2 separate regions of the Macaca mulatta genome follow, and region 2 is linked to region 1. A link is a contact called in public Hi-C data. All regions are on one chromosome and are shown on one strand. Each heading gives the region's core, a stretch centred on a gene start, on an enhancer-like site or on the middle of the called end of the contact. The rest is flanking DNA. Distances are from core to core; before and after follow the strand shown.

Region 1 (6,000 bases), core at 2,202-4,701:
ATCAGGATTTTTAGGCCAATTCATAGACAAATCTGTAATGACAATATAATGGCTTTTTAAAATCCAATCAGACAGTGAAATCTGTGCAAGTTTATCTTTCTTTAATTACTCAACTTATAACAATAGGTAGGCATAGATAAAAAATGCTTACAGGATGTGATCTTGATAAAATTATTGTTTCCTTGGATTCCCAACAACAGGCCGCAGTATGGGAAATGTCCACTGCACGGCAAATCGCTTTTGCAGATTTTGTGGGGATAATAGATAACCATTATCCATCAGACAAAATTTTGCAATTTTATAAAGTTCACCCTTTTATCCTCCCTGTAATTACTCATCACAAGCCCATTCCAGGTGGAAGGACTTATTTTACTGATGGCTCTTACAAAGGCCGCACGGCTATTTATGTAACTAAGCATACTCAAACAATAAAGACCTCTGGAGTTTCAGCTCAGTGTTCAGAGTTAATGGCAGTTATTCAGGTTTTAGAGCTCACAGCTTTATCTCCTATGTTGTCTGCGATTTAGCCTATGTTGAAAATGCAGGTAGTTGCATTGAGACTGTCACTATTAAGGGCACCCTAGAACCAGAGCTGCTTAATTTGTTTCTGAGACTTAACAAGCTATTTGCTCTCGTGCTGCTCCTGTTCGCTTTCACATGCAACTTCCTGGACCACTATCTCAAGGTAATGATAAAGCAGATAAATTAATTGGTTCTGTGTTTCAACAAGCCCAAGCTTCCCATACATTACTGCATCAAAACACCTCTGCCCTTACTTCTATGTTTCATCTGCTTTGCAGCCAAGCTCAAGCTATTGTGCAAGCCTGCCCCACTTGTCAGCATGTCCCTGGTGTTGCACCCATGGAAGGATGCGACCCATGAGGCTTGGCTCCAGATGAAATCTGGCAGATGGATGTTGCACGTACAGCAGCCTTTGGCAAACTTAGCTATGTTCATGTGACTATAGACACCTACTCCCATATGTTACATGCCACATATCAAACAGGGGAAACTGCTGGCCATGTCCGATGGCATTGTTTGTCATCATTTGCCCATATGGGAGTCTCTAAACAATTAAAAACTGACAATGGACCTGCTTATGTTAGTCGTGCTTTTCAAAAGTTTTTACAGTTATGGGCAATCACTCATAAAACAGGAATTTCTTACAACCCCAAGGACAAGGTATTATAGAGTGGGCACATCAAACACTATGGTGTATGTTGAGAAAAACGGGAGAATAGGAGACCAGCTACCACCTTAAATAAAATCACATTTAGCCTTGTTTACTTTAAATTTTTTGACTCCTGGTATGGATGGTAAGACTCCGGCAGAACGACACTGGCAAGTGTTAGAGGGAAAGAGGCAAGTTTATCCAAAGGTGTTATGGAAATCCCTGGAAGGACAATGGAAAGGCCCAGTGGATTTGCTGACGTGGGTATGAGGGTATGCTTGTGTTTTTACAGGAGATGGACAAACCGTGTAGGTGCTCTCCAGATGTGTGCAACCATGGAACAGGAGACTGGTGGGATCCATGGATCGCAACCACGGGCCCGGTTCCCCCAGTACAAGCCATAGGCTAGTTGAATCTGAATGCGAAAATGGAACGAGGGCTGACTGGAGTCACATTGACATCCACCCCCATAACATGGGGACAGATCAAGAAAACCACGCAGGAAGCTGAGAAAATGCTGGAGTGTCAGGGTCAGGCAAAAACTCCTGACTCGATGGTCTTGGCCATACTAGCTGCAGTCTCCTGTGCGGTGTGTTTCCCCTGTGTAGAAGCAAAAACATATTGGGCATCTGTTCCTAACCCCTGAGTAGTGTGACTTGTACTCCAGAGTAACACTCCTCCTGAGGTATATCGTGATCAGTGAGCATGGACTCCAGGATCCTTAACTCCCCCGACAGAGAACAATTAGATTCTCAGAACAATAGTATCAATTACACCGCCCCATTGGAGGGATTCCCTTTATGTATCACCAAGGATACGTCGCTCAATGGCAGTTGCCTTACAGTCCAATCCCAGGCATGGTTGAGTCACCATGGAATAATTATGTACTTCTTAAGCCTTAGCTCTATTAATATTACTGGTGGATTGACTAATCTCTCCTGGCCCCATCGCCCAAAGTGTATTGATTATTTTTTTTTTTTGAGACGGAGTCTCGCTCTGTCACCCAGGCTGGAGTGCAGTGGCCGGATCTCAGCTCACTGCAAGCTCTGCCTCCCGGGTTCACGCCATTCTCCTGCCTCAGCCTCCCGGTTCACGCCATTCTCATTTTGTTTTCTTTCATTATTGTTTAACCTAAAAAAATTGTAACTAGAAAAAAAAATTATTCGGAAGAGACAAGGGAAAAAAAGGTCTAGCAGAGGATGGTTTCGATCCATCGACCTCTGGGTTATGGGCCCAGCACGCTTCCGCTGCGCCACTCTGCTCCTCCATCACCAAGCCTTCCTCACAATACTCTTAACTACTTACAGGCGATGCGCTCAGACCACTTCGTATTTTAAGAGCGAGCCTACGATAAGTTGCCTATTTCATACTTTGGCTACCACAGGTTGCCAACTCACTTTGGAAAAAGGCGTCTACCAGAATCAAACAGAAAACAAAACTAGGGATAGAAAAGTAAACATCAATACACTAGTGGGCTAGGTGCGAGAGTCACTCTGTAGTAGCTCACGCCTGCAGTCACTGCACTTCGGGAGACGAACGCAGGCAACATAGCAAGACCCTGTCTCAATAAAACAAAAAAAGGGGAAAAAAAACCCCCCAAAAACCCACCCCGAAACCCACACACTGGGTGCAGTTGTGAGGGGCACTTAGATATTGAAATGGCAATTACAAATTTTAATAAGTAGGGAAAGAAGAGAACAAACTGGGAATAGAATCAAGCCTCCGCGCGGAGGGGGATAATTCTACCACGAATCACTAACCTACCATGTCTTCGCCATCGGGAAGAAAACCGTTTTGGTTACGTTTCCCTCGGCTTGATGATAGAGAGGGTGAAATCTTGCAATTGTCAAACACTTCCGAAGGAGGTTTCGGTCCGCATGTGCTTTACAGTAGGCAGCAGAAATGCCAGTCACTGTGACCTTGGGGACAAAGCTGGACTCCTCAGGCTTTCAGTCCTGTGGACCGAAGCTCGTCTCCAATTGTCCTAAAGCAACTCAAGAAACAATTGATAATAATTTAAACATGTTGATTTCTTTAATCTGATTTAGCTGTTAAAACAGCCGTAAAACTCCCATTCCTATTTCCCAGCAATTGCGAGAGACGCCTCCACGGAACCCGCGCTCAGATGTCAAAGGCTGAAGTTGTTGGTGACATCATCCAGGGCGGGCTGCATAGGGTGAGACCAAGAAGCAGGACCAAAGTTCCCGTATGCGCGCTTTCAGTCTTCAATTAGGTCCGAATTCCCTGCATATAAGGGCGTCGTTGCTCTCCTCGGCTTTTAGGTTCCTGAAAGCGGCTTTGGGAGCTGGTTAGTCATGTCTGGACGTGGTAAGGGTGGGAAAGGCTTAGGTAAGGGAGGCGCTAAGCGTCACCGCAAGGTTTTGCGGGACAACATTCAGGGCATCACTAAGCCAGCCATCCGCCGCCTTGCTCGCCGCGGCGGTGTCAAGCGTATTTCTGGCCTTATCTATGAGGAGACCCGTGGTGTTCTGAAGGTGTTCCTGGAGAACGTGATTCGTGATGCAGTCACTTACACGGAGCATGCTAAACGCAAGACTGTAACAGCAATGGATGTGGTCTATGCGCTGAAGCGACAGGGACGCACTCTTTACGGCTTCGGTGGTTAAGGCTCCCGCTTACTCCACTCAGTATTTCTCTTTACAACCAAAGGCCCTTTTTAGGGCCGCCCACTTTCTTCGTAAAAGAGCGGACATCTTGTTATCCTGTTCCAGGTTTTTGCTGAAAAGGCAGTCGTTGTGCACTAGTGTGCATTTGCAGGTAACGTTTAATTTCTTGTGGTTAATCGCGCATGTTTAGGATTTGGGCACAAAAAACTTAAAAGTTACTATTTCCTATTTGGGGGTAGTTGGTATGTTTAACGTTTAGTTTTCTTGGACACCTTAGGGCGTTAGATAGCAGTGAGTAAGCTGTATTGGCACGGTTTATAATTCTCGTGGGGCTTTCCTTTTCAGTTTAAGCTTGAAGTGTTCGTAAGGATCTCAAGGATTACGGAAGTTGTAGGAAACTCGGGGAAGACTCCACGTTACTGTTTTCAAAATGGCGGGGAGGGCTGAGAACAAAGAAGCCTCGCACCCAGGCGGCGGTCCTTAAAGGCGAATCCGTGAGCGCAACAGATCTCCCTGAGTAGGATCGTAAATCTAAGTACAGGCGGCGTTTACGCTGCTGCTTTTGACTTGGTGACAAAACTGGTCAGCAAAAGGTAGTGTGGGGTAACAATATAAATGTTCATTCGAGAGCTATTAAGTACTGTTTCCATTAGACCTAATAAAATGTGTTTCTGCGTATTATAAGAACATTAAAAGAGTATCGCTTAGTGAGCAATATAGAAACATCACCAAAACCTATTTTTTTTTTTTCTTGAGACGGAGTGTTTCTCTTTCGTCCAGGCTAGAGTGCAGTGGCGCGATCCTCCGCCTTACGGTTTCAAGCGATTCTCTTGCCTCAGCCTCCTAAATAGGTGGGATTACAGTCGCCCACCTGATTTTTGTATTTTTAGTAGATCCGCCCGCCTCGGCCTCCCAAAGTGTTGGGATTTATAGGCGTAAGCCACCGCGCCCGGCCTGGATTGGCTTTTCTAATGGTGTCATTTTACTTGGTTTCTATACTCTGTCCTGAGCAGAAGTGACTTTTGTATACTTAGTTGAAATCAGGTTTATATTCTTGTCAGGAAGAGTTTATATGTACATACTGGTGCACCACATCAGAGACATATGTCTGTTTTATCTACGTTGAAGATAATAGGACAATTGCTGGTTTAGGATGATAGTTACATTGTAAAATCAGATTTTTCCTCTTTGTGGTCAGCAAGCAAATTGTAGGGTTCTAAGTTTGAAATTGGGAAAATCAGTGGAGTTACTTTGAGTGTCATCTTTTTCAAAGATATGGACTTGTGCATTAATATGAAAAGAACGATGTTATCGGAGCTAAAGCACTGGTTTGTATGAGGACATAAAATTAACAACAAAAATTGAGCACATAACATATGCCAGGTACCGTTAATGGCTCTGAGAATTATAGGAGTGAATGACAGTGAACAAAACAGTATTTTCTGTATGCATGGAGTCTATTGGGTGTGCGTTCACACATGAAGTAAGTAAAACTATCAGATGGTGCTAAGTGCTATCACTGAAACAGGCTAAAGAGGGAGGAGGTGATGTTTAAATATTTTTTTGAGGTAGGGTCTTGCTCTTGCCCAGTCTGCAGTGCAGTGGTGCGATCTCGGCACATTCCACCTACACCTCGCTTGGGTTCAAGCAATTCTAGTGTCTCAGCCTCCCGAGTAGCTGGGATTACAAGCATGCGCCACCACACCCAGCTAATTTTTGTATTTTTAGTACATGTTTGGTTAGACTCGTCCTGAACTCCTGCTTCATGTGATCCGCCTGCCTTGGCCTCCCAAAGTGCTGGGATTACAGGTGTGAGTCACCGCGCCCAGTCGAGAAGGTGGTCATTTTAAATGATAGGGTCAAGGAAAGCTTTACTGATAAAGCGATAGTGGAGAAATAAAGACTCGAGAATATTCCAAATAGAAGACCAAGTAGCAAAGCCTGGAGATAGCAGAGTTATTGTGGCTGGGCAAAAGGGCAGAAGAGGTGCAGAGGAATGGAGATGAGGTCTGAAAGGCAAATGGAGGCAAGCTGTTCCTATATGGCCTTGTATGTAGGCCAGTGTAACTACTTTGGTTTTATTCCTAGTGAGGTGGGAGCCACTCAGGGTTTTGAGCAGAGGACTGAGATGATCTGATTTATATTTTAAAATGAGCTGTCTGGATGCCTAATGAAGAATAAACTGATGGAGCCTGGATAGGA
Region 2 (6,000 bases), core at 1,039-3,538, 250 kb after region 1:
GAATCAGAGAGCTTATAAGCTTCTACAGCTGGGATTTGAGGTATTCCCTTTTCTTCCTTCCCCCCCACCCAACCTTTTTTTTCTTTGAAACAGCCTCCTGGCTCTGTCGCCCACGCTGGAGTGTGGTGGCTCTAACTGAACTCACTGCAACCTCCGCCTTTCCGGTTCAAGCGATCCTCTCACCTCAGCTTCTCGGGTAACTGTAACTACAAGCGTGCACTAACTACCAAGCCCGTCTTTTTTTTCTTTTTTTTTTTTTTTTCCCCCTTCTTTTTTTGGTATTTTACTGGAGACAGGGTTTCTCCATGTTGTCCACGCTGGTCTCGAACGCCTGGCCCGCCCTCCTCGGCCTCCCAAAGTGCTGGGATTACGGGAATGAGCCACCGCGCCCGGTTTGAAGGACCTCTTAAATATCTATTTAGAAATTGGTCGGAGTCCACTCCTTTCCAAAACCATGAGTCACAATCCCGGTAAAGCACTAGCGGCTAAAAGTCAAAATAACCAGAACAAAACCTCCACTCATGCTTAAAAAAGATATTTTGACAAAATCCTAATTGGGTCAATTATTGTTAGCATTCAAATCGAAGGCTCCTCAAGCCATACTGGGGTTTGAATCAAACATAAACCTTACACCAGATGGGAGGATTACATGCAAATGAAGGATGCAGATTCTGATTTCCCATTGGGTATTTGAAATTAGCCAATGGGAGAATTCCCCACAGCCTACCTCCAGTCAGTATAAATGCTTCTCTGCCTTCTCTCCTAACATATTCTCGTTACATTTTCCTGTGGGTATTTTTTTATTCTAGCTGAACTATCTATGTCTGGTCGCGGCAAACAAGGCGGCAAAGCCCGCGCCAAGGCTAAGACTCGTTCTTCTCGTGCAGGTCTGCAGTTCCCCGTGGGCCGGGTGCACCGCCTGCTCCGCAAAGGCAACTACTCCGAGCGCGTCGGGGCTGGCGCGCCGGTGTATCTGGCGGCGGTGCTTGAGTACCTGACCGCCGAGATCCTGGAGCTGGCGGGCAATGCGGCCCGCGACAACAAGAAAACCCGCATCATCCCGCGCCACCTGCAGTTAGCCATCCGCAACGACGAGGAGCTTAATAAGCTCTTGGGGCGTGTGACCATCGCCCAGGGCGGCGTTCTGCCTAATATTCAGGCGGTACTGCTGCCTAAGAAGACTGAGAGTCATCATAAGGCCAAGGGAAAGTGAAGTGTTAACGTTTCATACACTGTCAGCAGACGAAATCAGCCTAACAACAAAGGCTCTTTTCAGAGCCACCTACGACTTCCGTTAAATGAGCTGTTATGCTTTGTATTATGCAGCCCACACAGATGTTTTGAGGTGTTTTTGATGGTTTTCGTGTGGCACTTTTAGTAATTTGTCCTGCAGAAATCTTGATCTATGTAAACCCTTTAAGGAACTCTACATATGTAGGAGAAATGCCATGCAGCACAAAAAACACTTTTACAGGGGTGATCCTCGCTAAGTTTCACACAGCAGTTACATTTTGGAGGAAGGAAATTATACCCATGGGTGCACTCCTTAAGTATTTTTAATGGAAGTGTTAAGCAAAACACGCATACCCTACACGGCAAAACAGTTTGAAAATGTCACACCATTTGCTCTAGCAATTGATGGCATACACAATTGAGAGCGTACACATTACCACTGAACATTTCAGCATGTATTTCCAAGATAAGGAGCTTTTTTCCAGTGTGGGGGATGTTTTGCTTTGTTTTGAGGTGGAGTCTCCCTCTGTCGGCCAAGCTGGAGTGCAGTGGGGTGATAATAGCTTACTGTAACCTCGAACTCGGGCTCAAGCGATCCTCTTGACAGCCTTCCGAGTAGCTGGGATTACAGGCGGGAGCCGCCACACCCGGCTAAGAGCGTTTTGTTAATTGCCCACACTACTCATGCCACACCCAGAAAAACATCATTTTAAATAAAGAACACATGCAAATTTCCCTAATCGCCTCCAATATTCTTTTTCTTTTTTATATTTTAACTAGAAACAATTGGAGGTTTCCGCGTTGCTTTGTGTGGTTGTAAATTTTAAGACTACGAAGCTTTTCCAGTACAAGACTTGCCACAGTGTAATAGCAGCTAAGGGGTTAAGAAAATGACGTCAGAGTAGCTACCGTAAAGAGCAGGAGCCTCTCTTAATCTTCAACCAGGCACAGAGATGGACCAATCCAAGAAGGGCGAGGGGATTTTTGAATTTTCTTGCGGCCAATAGTTGGTGGTCTGACTCTATAAAAGAAGAGTAGCTCTTTCTTTACTTTCACAAACGTCTCTTGAGGCAAGGTTCTCTGCTTATTGCCATGGCTCGTACCAAACAGACTGCTCGCAAGTCCACGGGCGGTAAGGCGCCACGCAAGCAGCTGGCTACCAAGGCTGCTCGCAAGAGCGCGCCGGCCACCGGCGGCGTGAAAAAGCCTCACCGTTACCGCCCGGGCACTGTAGCTCTGCGCGAGATCCGTCGCTACCAGAAGTCGACCGAGCTGCTGATCCGAAAGCTGCCGTTCCAACGCCTAGTGCGAGAAATCGCCCAGGACTTCAAGACCGACCTTCGCTTCCAGAGCTCAGCGGTGATGGCACTACAAGAGGCTTGCGAGGCCTACTTGGTAGGGCTCTTTGAGGACACAAACCTTTGCGCCATTCATGCCAAGCGGGTGACTATTATGCCCAAGGATATACAGCTTGCTCGCCGCATTCGCGGAGAGAGAGCGTAAACCTAAAGTTACATTTTGATCAGTCCTAAAACCCAAAGGCTCTTTTCAGAGCCACTCAATTATTCCAACGAAAGTAGCTGTGATAACTACGTTTTTGTTAATAAACTCGACAACAGCAAACCAAGAATCCCCAGAAAGCATTAGACTATGTTCTTAAGTTCATTAACAGAAATGTGGTTTGACCCGTTTGGCAGTGTAGACTATTTCTGAGCTTCTTAGGTGCTATTTGGGGAGGAGAAGCTGTATAAGTCCACCTGTCCATTCAGGCCTCTAGCTTGCTATGATTAGCATTTTTTAAAACAACTTTCTAAGGCTAAGAATATAAGGGAAAAACCAGGCAAGTGGTTAACTGGTGCTTACTAGGCTCTTTTGTGAAGCTTTCAAAAGATTGAAAAGTTATGTCTCGCGACTTCCAATGTCTTACTCAAAATGCTTAGAAGAATTTTATTTTTAATTCATTTGGCTGTCCACATTAACCTGAAAGTTATTCTGGTGCAAAATGTGAGGCAGGGATCTAACTGGCTCTCATTTTATCCATAGCTAGCTACCCACTTTTCATCTGTCAATCTGTCGACCAAGCATAATTTAATTCCTTATATATTAATTATTTTATATGTGTGGCTTTGCTTGTAAATAGTCTAGCTGGTTGCATTGCTTTATCTCCTCTAGGACTATGCACCATGACATGCCACATTTTTTTTCCCACTACTTCTTGCCTGTAGTTATCTATTAAAATCTAGAATTTACAAATTTTAACCATTTTATTTCTGTTGATCTTGCTTTTCGGTTTTCTGGAGGTTGGGGGTTGAATACTGGAAGAAAATTTATAGGGATGGAAATACTGAATGTAAACAAAAGTAATGTTTAAAATATAATTTGAATATTTTATGATTGTAGTTTTTTTATCATATAACTTTTAGATCACATTTTACAAACTAACTTTATAACAACCACAGATTGTCGAACATTACAACTACTAATTCCAAAGACCTTGCCTCACATTCTTTTTTACAATAAATATTTTTTACACAGATAACATTCTTTCTTGGCCTACATCTAGAGTGTAAATTGATGTACCATACTAAAATCACCTGACCAACTGTCAACAACAACAAACCACACACACAAAATATTAAGTTTGAATTGCATTGTTTACTTAAATTCACTTGTGTTCCAGCTTTTAATAAAGCAGTGTTTGGTTTACAAAGTAATATTTGCATTTAAAAATTATGAAAATGAATATGCCTGTGTGTTTTATATTTTGTTTTTCTTGACTCATACAAGCGACTCTACCTGGCACAGACATTTGTTATCCATAGACAGAGTATGTTAGAGATGCCAATGGACTTGGTCTATGCCAAGGTGACTACCCCCAAGCTCTGGGCCCAGCTGAAGGTAAAGTATTTTGTTTTTTCCAGTTATAGATGTGCTGGATCTGATGGACAGTGCTTGACTTTTTATATTTTCTTTATCTGTAAGAAAAAGTGTTGGAGGTACGGGGTCTGGCCAATAGCATAAAATAATAAAGTGATATTACTGTGTGAGGATCAGATGGACTGGGGGTGGTAGCTCAGTCCAGCTGTTCGCTCCCTCACTTACATTCTTTGCCCTCTCCTCAACAGAACAAGGATTCTGCTGTAACTCTTCATTTACAGTTGATACTTAAAGAATGGGCCGGGCACGGTAGCTCACGCCTGTAATCCCAGCACTTTGGGAGGTGAGGAGATCGAGACCATCTTGGCTAACACGATGAAACCCCGTCTCTACTAAAAATACAAAAAATTAGCCGGGCGTGGTGGTGGGCGCCTGTAGTACCAGCTACTTGGGAGGCTGCGGCAGGAGAATGGCGTGAACCCAGGAGGCGGAGCTTGTAGTGAGTCGAGATCGCGCCACTGCACTCCAGCCTGGGCAACAGCGTGAGACTCCGTCTCAAAAAAAAAAAAAAAAAAAAAAAAAAGAATGGATGAAATTCTCATTTGTGAAAGAAAATTTATTGAGCATTTTATATTCGTGAGTAGTGCAAACATTTTAATATCATTATATTAAGAATCGATTGTTTTTTATTAGAGGAGTAATTAAGGTGAGATTGGAGACAAAAAGGGGGTGTTGTTTGCAGAATATAACATCCAAAAATAGACCACTGTGGGATCAGGATTCTTTTGAGCTAAAGGCACTTCAAAAACAGCAATTCAAGAAGAGAATTCTTCTAACCCTTTCTTTCTGAAAACAGGAGATAAAAATTCCAATGTGAAAAATGCTCTCCTTTTACCAGGAGAAAAGAGAGATTTTTCAGCAGAGTCATAGATGAGATAATTCTGCACAAACACAGCAGAGAGTCATAGCCGAGAGACTTCTATACACAAACAAACCTTGTTAAAATAATCCTATTTTCCTTTAATCTCCCCATATGGTTTACTTTCTCACAATTGCCTCTCTTTAACTTAATATGAAAGCATTTAGTTTTTGCCATTTCTTTGGGTCTTCACTTATGAGGGTTCTCCTGTCCCATAAAATTTACATTACATACATTTGTATGCTTTCATTCTGCTAATCTGTTTTATGGCAAATTAAATATCAGGTCCAGTTGGAGACCCTAACAGAGTAGAGGTAAAATTTTGCCTCCCTATAACATATTGTGTGCATTAACTGTTGATTGTTCCCAGTTGTTCAGTTTGTCGGGCCTCGGAGCCCAAGCTAAACCATCATACACCCTGTGGCCTCCACGTATACATCCAGATGTCCTGAAGTAACTGAAGAATCACAAAAGAAGTGAAAATGGCCTGTTCCTACCTTAACTGATGACATTACCTTGTGAAATTCCTTCTCCTGGCTCATCCTAACTCAAAAGCTCCCCCACTGAGCACCTTGTGACCCCCACCCCTGCCAGCCAGAAAACAACCCCCTTTGACTGTAATTTTCCACTACCTACCCAAATTTTGTAAAACGGCCGCACCCCTATCCCCCTTCACTTACTCTCTTTTCGGACTCAGCCTGCCTGCACCCAGGTGAAATAAACAGCCTTGTTGGTCACACAAACCCTGTTCGGTGGTCTCTTCACAGAGACGCACCTGAAACAGTTAAACAGGGTTTTTCCTGCCCAGTCATCACAAAGTGATGTTATGCTGCAGGCTGAAGTTTATAGCTAATGCTGTTTGTTTCACGGGTCCGTGTGAAGAGATCACCAAATAGGCTTTGTGTGAGCAACATGGCTATTTATTTCACCTGGGTGTAGGCGGGCTGAGTCCGAAAAAGGAGTCAGCAAAG

The links. A called contact is a pair of places that touch in the nucleus more often than the background predicts.
Region 2: a Hi-C map of fetal cortical plate shows a contact between it and region 1, with 4 times the contacts expected there. The contact joins the promoter of H3C2 here to the promoter of H4C8 in region 1. A contact is called at or near these places in 2 of 14 Hi-C or Micro-C datasets (fetal cortex germinal zone and fetal cortical plate).

The regions. Positions count from the first base shown.
Region 1 is chr4:156,826,716-156,832,715 of T2T-MMU8v2.0, forward strand. It overlaps H4C8 (H4 clustered histone 8), which reads left to right and starts at 3,452. Exons shown (of 3, transcript XM_078000864.1): 1 at 3,452-3,949. The coding sequence starts at 3,487. The coding sequence ends at 3,798. TRNAM-CAU (transfer RNA methionine (anticodon CAU)) reads right to left here and starts at 2,433; the gene lies at 2,362-2,433.
Region 2 is chr4:157,075,483-157,081,482 of T2T-MMU8v2.0, forward strand. H3C2 (H3 clustered histone 2) reads left to right here and starts at 2,289. Exons shown (of 1, transcript XM_078000875.1): 1 at 2,289-3,972. The coding sequence starts at 2,326. The coding sequence ends at 2,736. H2AC4 (H2A clustered histone 4) reads left to right here and starts at 821. Exons shown (of 1, transcript NM_001193724.2): 1 at 821-1,213. The coding sequence starts at 821. The coding sequence ends at 1,213.